Linked DNA regions of Rattus norvegicus: region 1 is linked to region 2. The links are chromatin contacts, called in public Hi-C maps. All regions are on one chromosome and are shown on one strand. Each heading gives the region's core, a stretch centred on a gene start, on an enhancer-like site or on the middle of the called end of the contact. The rest is flanking DNA. Distances are from core to core; before and after follow the strand shown. Region 1 holds the start of Plekho2 (pleckstrin homology domain containing O2). Region 2 has its middle 21 kb from the start of Ankdd1a.

Region 1 (6,500 bases), core at 974-3,473, 42 kb after region 2:
AAAGACTTCACATTCTTAACTCCTTTACTACAGAAAGAAAAGGCACAACAGAAAGAACAAGAATTTAGCCCACTGCCGTGCCTGTCTCAGTAAAGGTGAGGAGGACAGTAGGCAGTCTAGTCAAGGAAAGGCATGGCTTTGAGAGGGCAATGAGGCAGAGCTAAGGTTTCCAACCTTACTCCACAGGCAGCAGTAACACCTCCATTGATGTGTTTGGTTTTCAGAACTTTTGTATACACATTATCAAATTTCTAGATTCCCCTTCTCATTTTAGAACTGGAAAATGAGGATCAGAAAACACAGATAGGCAGATGCTCGAACCCAAACTAGCTCTTCTCAAAGCCCGACAGGGACCACCATCCTACATCCTATACAGAGGCTAAGGGAGGCTGGCCCCGGGGTGGCTGGCATCCAGGAAGTGCAAAGGAGGAAGGCTGAAGACAATTACGTGAAAGGGAGATGAGGTAGCCTGAGGTCAAGGGCAGATAAGTGACCATAATTAAGATGTGTTTTAGAGACGGATGGACACAGAGGCACAGGCGAACACGGGAACTCTATAAGCAGGAAGCAACAAGAGTCAGAGGTATCAAAGAGAAGACCGGCACAGAGAGCCCCTGACTGTGTGGGTGAGACCTGGGAGTTCCAGGGAGGAAGTAACATGGACAAGATTCTAATGACCCAGATACTTTTGGTGTCTGGGAGTCACAAAGTAGCCATGTTAGAGATTAGGGAGCAGAGGGAGTACAGGGCTGCCTTCACTGAGCCCAGGAAGCCCCAGGAGAACTTCCTATAACTGGGGACCAGAGCAGATCAGGAGCTGGAGTAATCCTGATCCACATCCTCTGGGAGCACGGGGAGGGGCCATGGACAGAGAGCACAGCCATTGCAGGAGTGGAACTGAGGGCAGGCAGCCGCCCCACCCGTGACAGCAAGAAAAGAAACCAAGGCAAAACATAGTGGCCTGACTTTGCCCCCTACCTATACCCACTCTGGGTGCAGGGACCACAATGAGGTCTAGGGGAGGAGGCTAGGCCCTGTGTTTTATAGAAGAGGAAACACAGGCTGAGAGGGGAAGTGACTTATCTACCACCCCACAGAAACTCAGGGTCTAGCCTAGAGAGAACGGACAGCCTTGCAGTGGCTCCAGGAAATACGCATGTGAACACTGACAGGAATAAGAATGGCTGACCTCACTGAAGGCTCCCCAGCTGGTCTGGGTGGCTCCAGGAGGGAAGGCTTCATCTTTCTTCCCCACCCTTCATGGGATAAGAACGTCTTCTTTCTACTCATGCAGTAAGTGACTGCTGTATACTGGATCCTTGGATAATCAGAATGCTGCCAGAATTTAGTTTGTATGCAGGGGGCAGAGGAGGCTCAAGGGGCGTTGCTGATCCAGCCCTTGCTACTGGGAGACTCAGTTGACCTGACCCTTCAACTAACATCCTCGAATAGACACAGTTCAAGAGCACCGGGGACTCTGAGATATATACACAAGGAAGACAAAAGCAATTTCTTCGTTCCTGCCACCAGGCTCCGTTACAATCTCAGATTCCTTGAGACAGTGGCCCAGGACCCTGAAAAACTTCCCTTCCCTAACACACCCCTCAGAAGCAGACCTGGCCGAAGCAGGCAAAGAAAGCCAAGAAAGGGTGTAACGGGATTCAGGCACAGCAACCCAGTCTACTTTCAGCAAGTCACCCAACTCTCCAGAGCCTCAGTCTCCCCATCAATCCAATGGGAACCATGACAGGCACTGTTTCCAGTTGGTGAGAAAAACTGAGGATGCTGTTGGCGAGATGCAGACGAGACCTCCAACCCGTCCCTACCCCATCGGTCCAGGTTCTGCTTGAAGGAAGGGAAGGACTGTGCAGAGAGACCCGTGGAAGTAGGGCGGGCAGGATCTGAGCCCAGCACTCTTGTTCCGTCTGGCCCAACCCTCGCCCTCACCTCTTCCTCCATGGCGAGTTTGTGAGGTCCGGCGGCTTCGCCGCTTACTGCTGCCCGCGTTGCGCGGGCTCCGCTTGCTCCATCTACGCGCAGCCGGGCGGCGGCTTGCTGTCTTCTGTCCCGCCGGGCGCCCGGGGCCCAAGAAACTTCGGGGGCGGGGCTGGGACCGGGGAGGGGCTTCCGGGGGCTGGGGGCGGGGCCGGGGAGGGGAGCAGCGGCCTCCAAGCCCCCGCCCGCAGTTCGGTAAGGAGCGTGGCCGGGTGGGGGTGCAGGGGCGGGGCCGGGGTGGATCCTGGGCGGGGCGGGTCTTGAGCTCCGGGAATGGACGGAAGAACCTGGGCGGAGCTGAATTAGCAGGAAGAGGGCGGAGAGAGGTTTCCCGGACCAAAGCAGGGAGAGGGACTGGGAGGGGGTAGAGACTAGGGAGGTGGGGGATACGGAGAGGGAGGGGGCTTCCGGCCCAGAGGCTGAGCAGAGGGATGCTGGCGGGGTGGGGTAGGGCGGGGGCGGGGCGGGGGCGCGGCTGACCAAGCAAGCCCGGGAGGCGGTGGGTAGCTGATGCCTTTGAGGTTGCCTAACTCAGTGGGCCTGGATCTGGCTGCCAGGGCAGTTCAGAAATGAGTGCACAAAGAGGTTCGTCCTCTTTCTTTCCCCAGGTCGGAATAGTGGCGATGGTCTTTGGTCTGTGGAACTTCAGGGAGGGGCTGAGCCATGAGCTTGGAATGTATGACCAGAATCAGACTCTGGACTCGGTTCCTTTATAGAGGGTCTGATTTTGGCTCTCCTTTCCCTCGTTCAACCCCTCTCTGGTTCTCATGTTATGAGCCGACTCCATCACCCTAACTCCTTTCGGCCCTGACCATGTTGCTGGAGAGTGGAGAAAGCCTTTAAGGTCTACCATGTACTTTTCATTTTTATTTTGGAGAAACAGGCTCGGAGGGTTGGCTGTCGCATCCTAACCTCCAGCACCATACACGCATGCACACGCACGACCTTTCCTAGGCAGGTGTGCTGCATGGCACAGCACCCAGAATTTTGTGCTTGTGGGATGGATTAATGAGGACCTGTTTTGACTCTGGCTGTCATAGCCTCAGCTACTCCAGTTGACCAAACTTCTCTTTCACTGCCCTCTGCTGGCCTTTGGGCTCCTGAGTCCTTTTCAGTTCAACATGGAAAAGGGTGGAACACACTGCCCCTCGTGCCTGGACCAGGTCCTTACACCTAAAGGGTGGAGAGGGGTTGTGAGATGGCCTATTGGTTAGGAACACTGGCTGCTCTTCCAGAGGACCCGGCTTTGATTCTCAGCACCCACATCGTGGCTCACGACTGTGTGTAACTCCAGTGGTGCATGGACATACCTGCAGGAAAAACACTCATACACATAAAATAATTCATTTTTTGAAGGATATAGAAAACAATGTGCCAGGGCCACAAGGTTGCATAAGTTTCCTCCAAGATTTCAATCCTGCTTAGATTTCCTTGGACAGGAAGATGAACGACCCAAAATAAAATTCCACTTGTACCACATCTTTAATCTGAGAGCTCAGGAGGCAAAGGCAGGAAGATTTCTGAGTTTGAGGCCAGCCTGGTCTATAGATTGAGTTCCAGGACAGCCAGGGATACTCAGAGAAACCCTGTCTCTAAAAACCAACCAAACAACCAAACCACCAAACCACCAAGCAAACAAACCCCATTTCTTGCTGTTTGGAGAATGGTTTATAATGAGAGTAGAAGCCAGGACTCCAGGTAACTAGTTGTCCATTGCTGTGATTTAGGGTAGAGGTGTGTCATGGTTTGAATTTGCTTGGCCCAGGGAGTGGCACTATGTGAGGTGTGGCCTTGTGGGAGTAGGTGTGTCTCTGTGGGCGTGGGCTTTAAGACCCTCATCCTAGCTGCCTGGATGTCAGTAGTCTGCTAGCAGCTTTCAGATGAAGATGTAGAACTCTCAGCTCGTCCTGCACCCACCGTGCCTGACTGGATGCTGCTGCCATGTTCCTGCTTTGATGATGCTGGACTGAAACTCTGAACTTGCAAGCCAGCCCCAATTAAATGTTGTCCTTATAAATGTTGTAACACCTTGGTCCTGGTGTCTGTTCACAGCAGTAAAACCCTAACTAAGACAAGGTGACAGAATGCTAACCAGGGGGTATGGCATGAGAATGGAGGACATTAATACACTCTATAGGTTTTGGAAGACGATAAAAGTTTTAGCAGTAGGTGAGGAGGGAATCAAAGGTAGGATGTAGGTATTCAACTGGACCCGTAAATGGCGGGGGCAGCAGAGAGAAGGTGAGGGAGGGAGAGGGGGGAGTGAGCAGCAAGCAAGGTAAGGAAACGGTTTGAGGTGAGGTCCTACTGTTTGGGAGTGTTTATGTGTGGGGGTGTGGGTGTCACATTGTGGCCTGGCTGGCTTCTACCTCAGCGTGAGGAAGTTTGGAGATGAGAGGCCTGACTTGTGTTCTGGAAGCTAGGAAATCATAAAACCTTTCCTCCTTCATCTCTTCTAACCACACTTTCTTTGCAAGAATCAGATTGCAGAAGAAGGAAGGCAAAAGCTTGGGGAGAGAGGATCCTAAGGTGGAGAGGCGTGGCTCCCTTTAGTAACACATGATTCCGCCCTTTGCTATAAAGTTACAGTTACTTCTTTAGAATGCACTGGGGCCTTTCAGGAGGAGAGAACGGGTCAGACCAGGAAAGAGTTCTACAAGAGAAAATTTTTATAAGAAACCCTTCCCTCCAAATGTCTGCCTCCAATCTGGGATTTGGATTTAGAAAAAGAAGTTCAAAAGCAGCTTTAAAGCGGCAGCAGCAAGCAGAGAATTGCGTATGCACACAACCCGGCAGCAAAAAAAGGAAGTTGGATGGCAGATGTGGGGACTCACTCTGGCTCCGCCCCTCTGCATCTGCCAATCGAAATGAAAGAACGCCAGAGGTAGGGCGCCGGGCAGGACGGCAAAATCCAAGAAACATTGAAACACCAGAGTGGCCAAGTTGAGCTCTGAGTTTCTTTTCCTACAAGAACTCACTGTTGTTGCTCTTACAAAAACTTAGGTGGGAAAAATATCTAACACATTCGAATAATATCAAATAGTACCACCACTCTGTAGTTTAGAGTTCCTTGCCCACGTGCTTATTTAAAATAAATTAAAATATAAGTCAGAAAATTTAGATGCTTAAACTGGAGAGATGGCTTGTTTTTTTGTTTGTTTGTTTGTTTTTGTTTTTGTTTTTGTTTTTTAAAGACAGTTTCTCTGTGTTGCCCTGGCTACCTGGAAGAAGACCAGGCTGGCCTCTGAGATCCGTCTGCCTCTGCTGTCCAGAGTGCTAGGATTAAAGGTACGTACAATCACTGCCTGAGAGATGACTCTTACAGAGGACCTGGATTCCATTCTAAGTACCCATCAGGTGGTTCATAACCATCTGTAGCTAGTTCTAGATGATCCAATGCCCTCTTCTGACCTTGGCAGACACATGGTGCACATTCATACATGCCGGCAAATCACCCACACACAAAATAAAATGAATCAGTCTAATCATTAAAATAAAAAACTCCAAAATTTCACACACACACACACACACACACACACACACACACACACACCCCACAACCAGGTATGTTGGCATCCTGCATTCCCAGCCCTTAGGAGGCATAGGCAGGAGAGTTGCTAGTATAAGGCCACCTGGGCTGTATCATAGCATTTCCTAGGCCAGCCTGAACTGTTTAGGAAGACCCTGCCTCAAAAACCCAAAAGAAGAGTTCCAGGCCAGGCTAGCTTACAGAGTGAATTCCATAACAGCCAAGGCTACACAGAGAAATCCTGTTGAAAAACAAAACAAAACAAACAAAACGTGTGTGTGTGTGTGTGTGTGTGTGTGTGTGTGTGAGAGAGAGAGAGAGAGAGAGAGAGAGAGAGAGAGAGAGAGAGAGAGAAGGTACTAATAGAGGACAACTTGGGAGAGTTGATTCTATCCATTCACCAAAATGGGTCTGTAGGATCAAATTTAGGTTGTCAGACTTGGTTGTAGGTAGGTGCCTTTAACTACTGAACAATCACTTGGGCCCTACTGTAAAATTCTTTTAACCTTTCTGCACTGTATTTCCTTCAATATTTTCATAATAAAATGTTAGGGTACCATGGTCTGAGAATAAAGAATTACAAATTTTTATCTCAGTGAGTACATAGTTTTTATGTGAGGTGGTGAAAGATTTTTTTAAACTTAGCTCTTTTTTAAATTATTTATTTAATGTTGTGAGTACACTGTAGCTGTCTTCAGATGAACCAGAAGAGGACATTATATCCCATTACAGATGGTTGTGAGCAACCATGTGATTGCTGGGATTTAAACTCAGGACATCTGGAAGGGCAGTCAGTGCTCTTAACTGCTAAGCCCCGATGGTGAAAAGTTTTTAAATTTTTAATATTTATTTAAATACATATGCATATGCACACACATCTATATGTTCAAGCGAGTCTTGCCCACATGTTTGAATGTGTACCAGAAGGTGTTGAACCTCCTGGAACAGAAGATTGTGGGACACTATAATAGCTAAG
Region 2 (6,512 bases), core at 240-2,739:
CCCAACAGTGCTTCCTAGACTTGCAGAGGACATGAGTTCAGTTCCCAGCATCAGTGCCAGGCGGCTCATCACTGCCTGTTAACCCCAGTTCCAGGGAATCCTACTTCTGGCCCCCAAGGGTGTTGAACTCACATGTCCAATACACAGGCAAACACATACGTGTAATAAAAAATATTTAAGACAATTTTTTTTAATGGGGAAGGGGGGACGGGCTGCTGGAGAGATAGCTCGGTGGCTAAGAAATTGGCTGCTCTTTCAGAGGGTCCAGGTTCTAGTCCCAGGACTCACATGGTAGCTCTCAGCTGTCCACAATGACAGCTCCATTGATCCCACGCCCTCTGCTGACATCTGTGGACACAAGGCATGTATAGTTCACAGACATACATAGAAGCAACACACCCACATGCACAGAGTAAAAATCATTTTAACAAGTCGAGCATGGTAACACACACCTTCAATTCCAACACTCGGGAGGCACCTGGATCTATGTAGTGAGACCCTATCTCAAAAAGAAAAATAAATAAAATAAAATAAAATGTGGTCGTCAAACAATTACTAGTGGGGGCTTTCTTTTTGGAGGGAATTCTAGGGTTCAAACCCAGGATCTTATGCGGTAAGTAAGTTCTCTACCACTGAGCTACATAATCCAAACAAGTTACTGTTTTGAGACAGAGTTTCTCCGTGTAGTCCTGGCTATCCTGGAACTCACTCTGTAGACCAGGCTGGCCCCAGACTCAGAGACCAGCCTGCCTCTGCCTCCCAAGCACTGGGATTGGAGGTGTTCACTACCACTGCTGTTAGGCAGGTTCTTACATATCCCAAACTGGCCTCAAACTCACTATGAGGCTGAGAATTACTTTGAATTCCTAATCCTTTTCCCTTCACTCCCCAAGTGCTTAGATTACAGGCTTGGGCCACCATGGCTGGCTTCTACCGTGTTTTTATGGATTTATTTATTTTTATGGTGGAGGTGGGCATGCAGGATGTGGAGGTCAGAAGACAAGTTGAGGTATTCCATTCTCTCTTTGCACCATGGGAGCAAACCCAGGTTGCAGGCTTAGTGGCAAATGTCTTTACCTGCTGGGCCATCCTGTCAGCCCCATAAATTATTTTATATATAAGTATATCAAATGCAGTGTCTGATTGGGTTTCTACACAAATAAATACCTAGCAAACAGGACATCTCAGGAAATGGGGCCCACGTGCCCAAGCCTGGGCTTTTGCTGTGGTTATGCTGTTTGGCCCCGAGCCAGGTCTTTCCCCATAACCAGAGGCTTCCAGTCGCTCACATACTGAAGCTGCCCATCAGGGGAGTTAACACTTCCAAGCTGCTCATAGTCCCCGCACTGGCCCACCGACCAAGGGATAGTGCGGGCTGTACTACAGAGGGCCAGCCTCCAGCCCATCTCTAGGCCTCCTTCCCCCAGGCCCTCAGCTGCCTGTATCCTGGGAATCCCCTCCCACCACTTCCCCTCTTGACTCATCTCAAGTCACATGAGGAACACATTTGTGAGGCCCTGACTCAGCCAGTGCTAACAGAGTAATGAGCCTCCCTGCTCTCCTAGCTGGGCAACAGAGATGGCATGTTCAGAGCACAGAGGACAGCCGGAGCCTGGAGGAAAGGCTCTTACCCCTCTGGATCCTCCTAGCTGACAAGCTACTTTTGCCTCTTGCCAGACCCCCCCAAGACCACAGGGACCCATGCTGCTCTTTGGCCGAGCTCTGTCCTCCAGAACTTGTCCCTGTCAGCCCTTCCGCTTTCCTACCCAAACCTGCCTGCTATGTCCTCCGTGACAAAGAGAGCAGGAAGACCTACGTTTAAGTTCGGGCTCTGATTAGCGAGTCCTCTGCCTCCCTCGGTGACCTCATTTGTCCCATGGACGTGTCGAAATTGCTACCCTACCTTTCGCTGACGTTAAGAGGACCAAAGTAGTTCAACCACAATGAGGAATCATCTCACACCAGATAGAATGGCTATCACCAAACTAAATAAATAACAAATGAGATGTCAGAAAGGGGAACTCTCATACTCTGTCGGTGGAAATGGAAATTAGTGTAGTCACTATGGAAAGCAGCACGGAAGTTCCTCAAGAACTAAAAACAGAGTCATCATATGATCCGGCTCTCTCACTGCTAGCTACGTATCCAGAGGAAAGGAAGGGTGGAGCGCAACGAGGAGGATTCAGCTGTCCTCCCATGATGCACCTCCATGACGACTGTGTTATTCACAGGATCCAAGGTACAGAATTAACCAGATGTCCTTGGATGGAAGGAGACAGTGAAGTCAGACACATATACACAATCTGACCATTAAAAAAAAAAAATCAATCGTGGTTGGGGATTTAGCTCAGCGGTAGAGCGCTTGCCTGCCTAGAAAGCGCAAGGCCCTGGGTTCAGTCCCCAGCTCCAAAAAACAGAAAAAGAAAAAATAAATAAATAAATGAAGTTCTGTAATCTGTGGCCCCACAGACAGAATTGGAGGCCGTGAGGCCTGGATAGGTGGTTCTGTGGGTAAAGGGCTTACTATGCAAACTTGAGGACCTCTGCTTATCCCCAGTGACCCATGGGGAGAAAAAAGTCATTTGCCGAGGCGTGACCCATATCCCAGTGTTGGTAGATGACGACAAGATCTCCAGGGATCAGCAGTCATCTAGGCTAGCCAATCAGTGAGCTTTGGGGTCAGTTTAAGACCCAGTTAATGTGAAGAATGATAGAAAGGACCCAAAGTGAACCTCTGGCCTACATAAATGCACACACAGACAAGCACACTATGTATACGTATACAAGACATACCTCAAGACATCAGCGAGAAAAGCAAGAGAACTGGGTGAGATCATGTCAAGTGAGACAAGTCAAACATGGAAAGGCAACAGTCACCTGTCTCATATCGAAAGCTAAAACAGTTGGTCTTAGAGCCCTCCAAATAGCTAAGTGCGTAAAGGTCTGATGACAAAAGCCATCCCTAGACCCACATGGAAGGAGATGAGAATTGATTCTCAAAAACTGTCCTCTAACGTCCACACGTACCTCTATCTGAAAACAAACAGAGCAAGACAAAACAGTGATAAAAATAAAATTTTAAAAAGTTGATTTTTAAAGCTGGACAGTGGTGCCCGCCCACCCATCCACACAAATACATAAAGTGTCATTTAAAAATTGATGTTTTCGGATAGGAAAGCTCTAGATAGCCCTGGATGGCTGGGGACTCTCTAGGCAGATCAGATTGACCTTGAACTCATAGAGATCCCCCTGTTGCTGCCTCCTGAGTGCTGGGATTCAAGTGGATGCACTATCTTGTCTGGCCCTAATTTTTTTTAATTGATCTCATGCTGGCGAGATGGACCAGTTCAGGTCACAGAACTTACATGGGATGTGTCACAACTGCAGATAACTCCAGCTCCAAGGGATTGAAGACCTCGGACCTCTACCTGGACATGGACACACACATACACATAACAGTGGTGGTGCATGCCTTTAATCCCAGCAATTGGGAGGCAGACACAGGTAGATCTCTGTGAGTTCAAGGCCAGCCTGGTCTACAGAGTGAGATCCAGAACAGCCAGGGTTACACAGAGAGACCCTATCTGAAAACAAACAAAGCAAAACAAAACAGTAATAAAAATAAAATTTTAAAAAGTTGATTTTTAAAGCTGGACAGTGGTGGCACATGCCTTTAGTCCTAGCACTTCAGAGGCAGAGGTAGGCAGATCTCTGAATTTGAGGCTAGTTCCAGGACAGCCAAGACTACTCAGAAAAACCCTGTTTCAAAAAAACACTTGACTTCCTAGAGGCTGGAGAGATGGCCCAGGACACATAATGCTCTTCCAGGGGACCTGAGTTTGAGTCCCAGCACTCATGTTTGACAACTCACAGCTGTTTTAAGTTCTAGTTTTAGGGGCTCTGACACATTCTTCCAGACTGTGTGGGTGTCTATCCACACAGACATAAACACATACATATACGTTAAAAATACACACTCATACGTTAAAAATCATAAGAGAACCTCAGCATTGTGCACAATAAGAGAATGTGTCAGTATTTCAGGGTTCTACATTTTATCTGTAAAATGTGACTTTTTTTTATCACAACAAAAGTAAATTGTTGCTTTGTAAAACACACACACACACACACACACACACACACACACACACACACACCCAAACCAGTTGATAAGATTCTCAGAGCTGGGAAAAGAAAAGTCAGAGATGATGGTTAGCCATATAAAAGTACTTAGAGGCAGTATTACAGAGAAGTAGTGATAAAAACTGCATGGTATTGGTACAGAGACAGGCAGATAGACCAGTGGAATAGAATTGAAGACCCAGAAATGAACCCACACACCTATGGTCACTTGATTTTTGACAAAGGAGCCAAAACCATCCAATGGAAAAAAGATAGCATTTTCAACAAATGGTGCTGGTTCAACTGGAGGTCAGTATGTAGAAGAATGCAAATCGATCCATTCTTATCGCCCTGTACAAAGCTTAAGTCCAAGTGGATCAAGGACCTCCACATCAAACCAGATACACTCAAACTAATAGAAGAAAAAGTGGGGAAGTCTCGAACACATGGGCACTAGAGAAAATTTCCTGAACAGAACACCAATGGCTTATGCTCTAAGATCAAGAATCAACAAATGGGACCTCATAAAGCTGCAAAGCTTCTGTAAGGCAAAAGACACTGTCACTAGGACAAAACAGCAACCAACAGATTGGGAAAAGATCTTTACCAATCTTATAACTACTAGAGGGTTAATATCCCAAATATACAAAGAACTCAAGAAGTTAGACTCCAGAGAGCCAAATATTATAAACTGGGGTACAAAGTTAAACAAAGAATTCTCAGCTGAGAAATATCGAATGAATGGCTGAGAAGCACCTAAAGAAATGTTCAGCATCCTTAGTCATAAGGGAAATACAAATCAAAACAACCCTGAGATTCCACCTCACACCAGTCAGAATGGCGAAGATCAAAAACTCAGGTGACAGCAGATGCTGGCGAGGATGTGGAGAAAGAGGAACACTCCTCCATTGTTGGTGGTATAACCACTCTGGTAATCAGTCTGGAGGTTCCTCAGAAAATTGGACATGGTACTCCCTGAGGACCCAGCTATACCTCTCCTGGGCATATACAAAATGCTCCAACATATAGCAAAGACATATGCTCCACTATGTTCATAGCAGCCTTATTTATAATAGCCAGAAGCTGGAAAGATCCCAGATGCCCTTCAACAGAGGAATGGATACAGAAAATGTGGTACATCTACACAATGGAATATTACTCAGCTATCAAGAACAATGACTTCATGAAATTCATAGGCAAATGGAATGAACTAGAAAATATCATCCTGAGTGAGGTAACCCAATCACAGAAAAACACACATGGTATGCACTCATTGATAAGTGGGTATTAGCCCAAATGCTTGAATTACCCTAGATGCACAGAACACATGAAACTCAAGAAGGACCAAAATGCGGATGCTTCACTCCTTCTTTAAAAGGGGAACAAAAATATCCATAGGAGGGGACAGGGAGGCAAAGTTTAGAGCAGAAACTGAAGGAATGGCCATTCAGAGCCTGCCCCACATGTGGCCCATACATATACAGCCACCAAAACTCATAAGATGGATGAAGCTAAGAAGTGCAGGCTGACAGGAACCAGATGTAGATCTCTCCTGAGAGACACAGCCAGAACATGTCAAATACAGACGAATGCCAGCAGCAAACCACTGAACTGAGAATGTGACCCCCGTTGGAGGAATCAGAGAGAGGACTGAAAGAGCTGAAGGGGCTTGTGACCCCATAAGAACAATGTCAACCAACCAGAGCTTCCAGGGACTAAGCCACTACCCAAAGACTATACATAGACTGACCCTGGGCTCCAACTGCATATGTAGCAATGAATAGCCTAGTAGGGTCACCAGTGGAAGGGGAAGCCCTTGGTCCTGCCAAGGTTGGACCCCCAGTGTAGGGGATTGTTGGAGGGAGGGCGGTAATGGGGGAAGGATGAGGAGGGGAACACCCATATAGAAGGGAGAGGTTAGGGGGCTGATGGACAGAAAACGGGGAAAGGGAATAACATTTGAAATGTAAATAAGAAATACCCAATTTGGGGTTGGGGATTTAGCTCAGTGGTAGAGCGCTTGCCTAGCAAGCTCAAGGCCCTGGGTTTGGTCCTCAGCTCCGGGAAAAAAAATAATAAAATTTTTTATTTTATTACAGCACTACAGCACTAACCAAAAAAAAAGTGCTTAGAGGTTCTGGCATTCTGCAGCATAGTGAGATGACTTAAATGGATACAGGCAAAACACTCATACACATAAAATAAATTTTAAGAAAGAAAAAAGTTAATTACTGATCTGATCATTGCATCATATATATGTAATATATATTATATACATGCATCAGAACAGCATTAAGTACGTGTTAATTTTTAGGGCTAGACTGTTAGACTGTAATGTAGTAAGAGACAACGTAACACGATCAGATGTCTGTGCCTGATCCCAAACACAG

Evidence for each region. Hi-C and Micro-C count contacts between places; a contact is called where the count stands out from the background.
Region 1: a contact with region 2 is called in a Hi-C map of the A7r5 cell line, with 2.4 times the contacts expected there. The contact joins the promoter of Plekho2 here to the enhancer-like site in region 2. A contact is called at or near these places in 11 of 12 Hi-C or Micro-C datasets (the A7r5 cell line, the Rat2 cell line, frontal cortex and 6 more) and 1 of 1 datasets of contacts at active chromatin or transcription factors (oligodendrocytes).

The regions. Positions count from the first base shown.
Region 1 is chr8:74,998,309-75,004,808 of GRCr8, forward strand. Plekho2 (pleckstrin homology domain containing O2) reads right to left here and starts at 2,224. Exons shown (of 6, transcript XM_236354.8): 1 at 1,948-2,224. The coding sequence starts at 1,959.
Region 2 is chr8:74,956,747-74,963,258 of GRCr8, forward strand. No RefSeq gene overlaps it. Among named protein-coding and RNA genes, the nearest start is that of Ankdd1a, 21 kb to the left of the region's middle. Within about 2 kb of position 1,490, at least 32 of the 93 cell types and tissues checked have an H3K27ac peak or open chromatin away from gene starts, as enhancers often do. A contact at or near this core is called in the A7r5 cell line and liver, where this site is marked.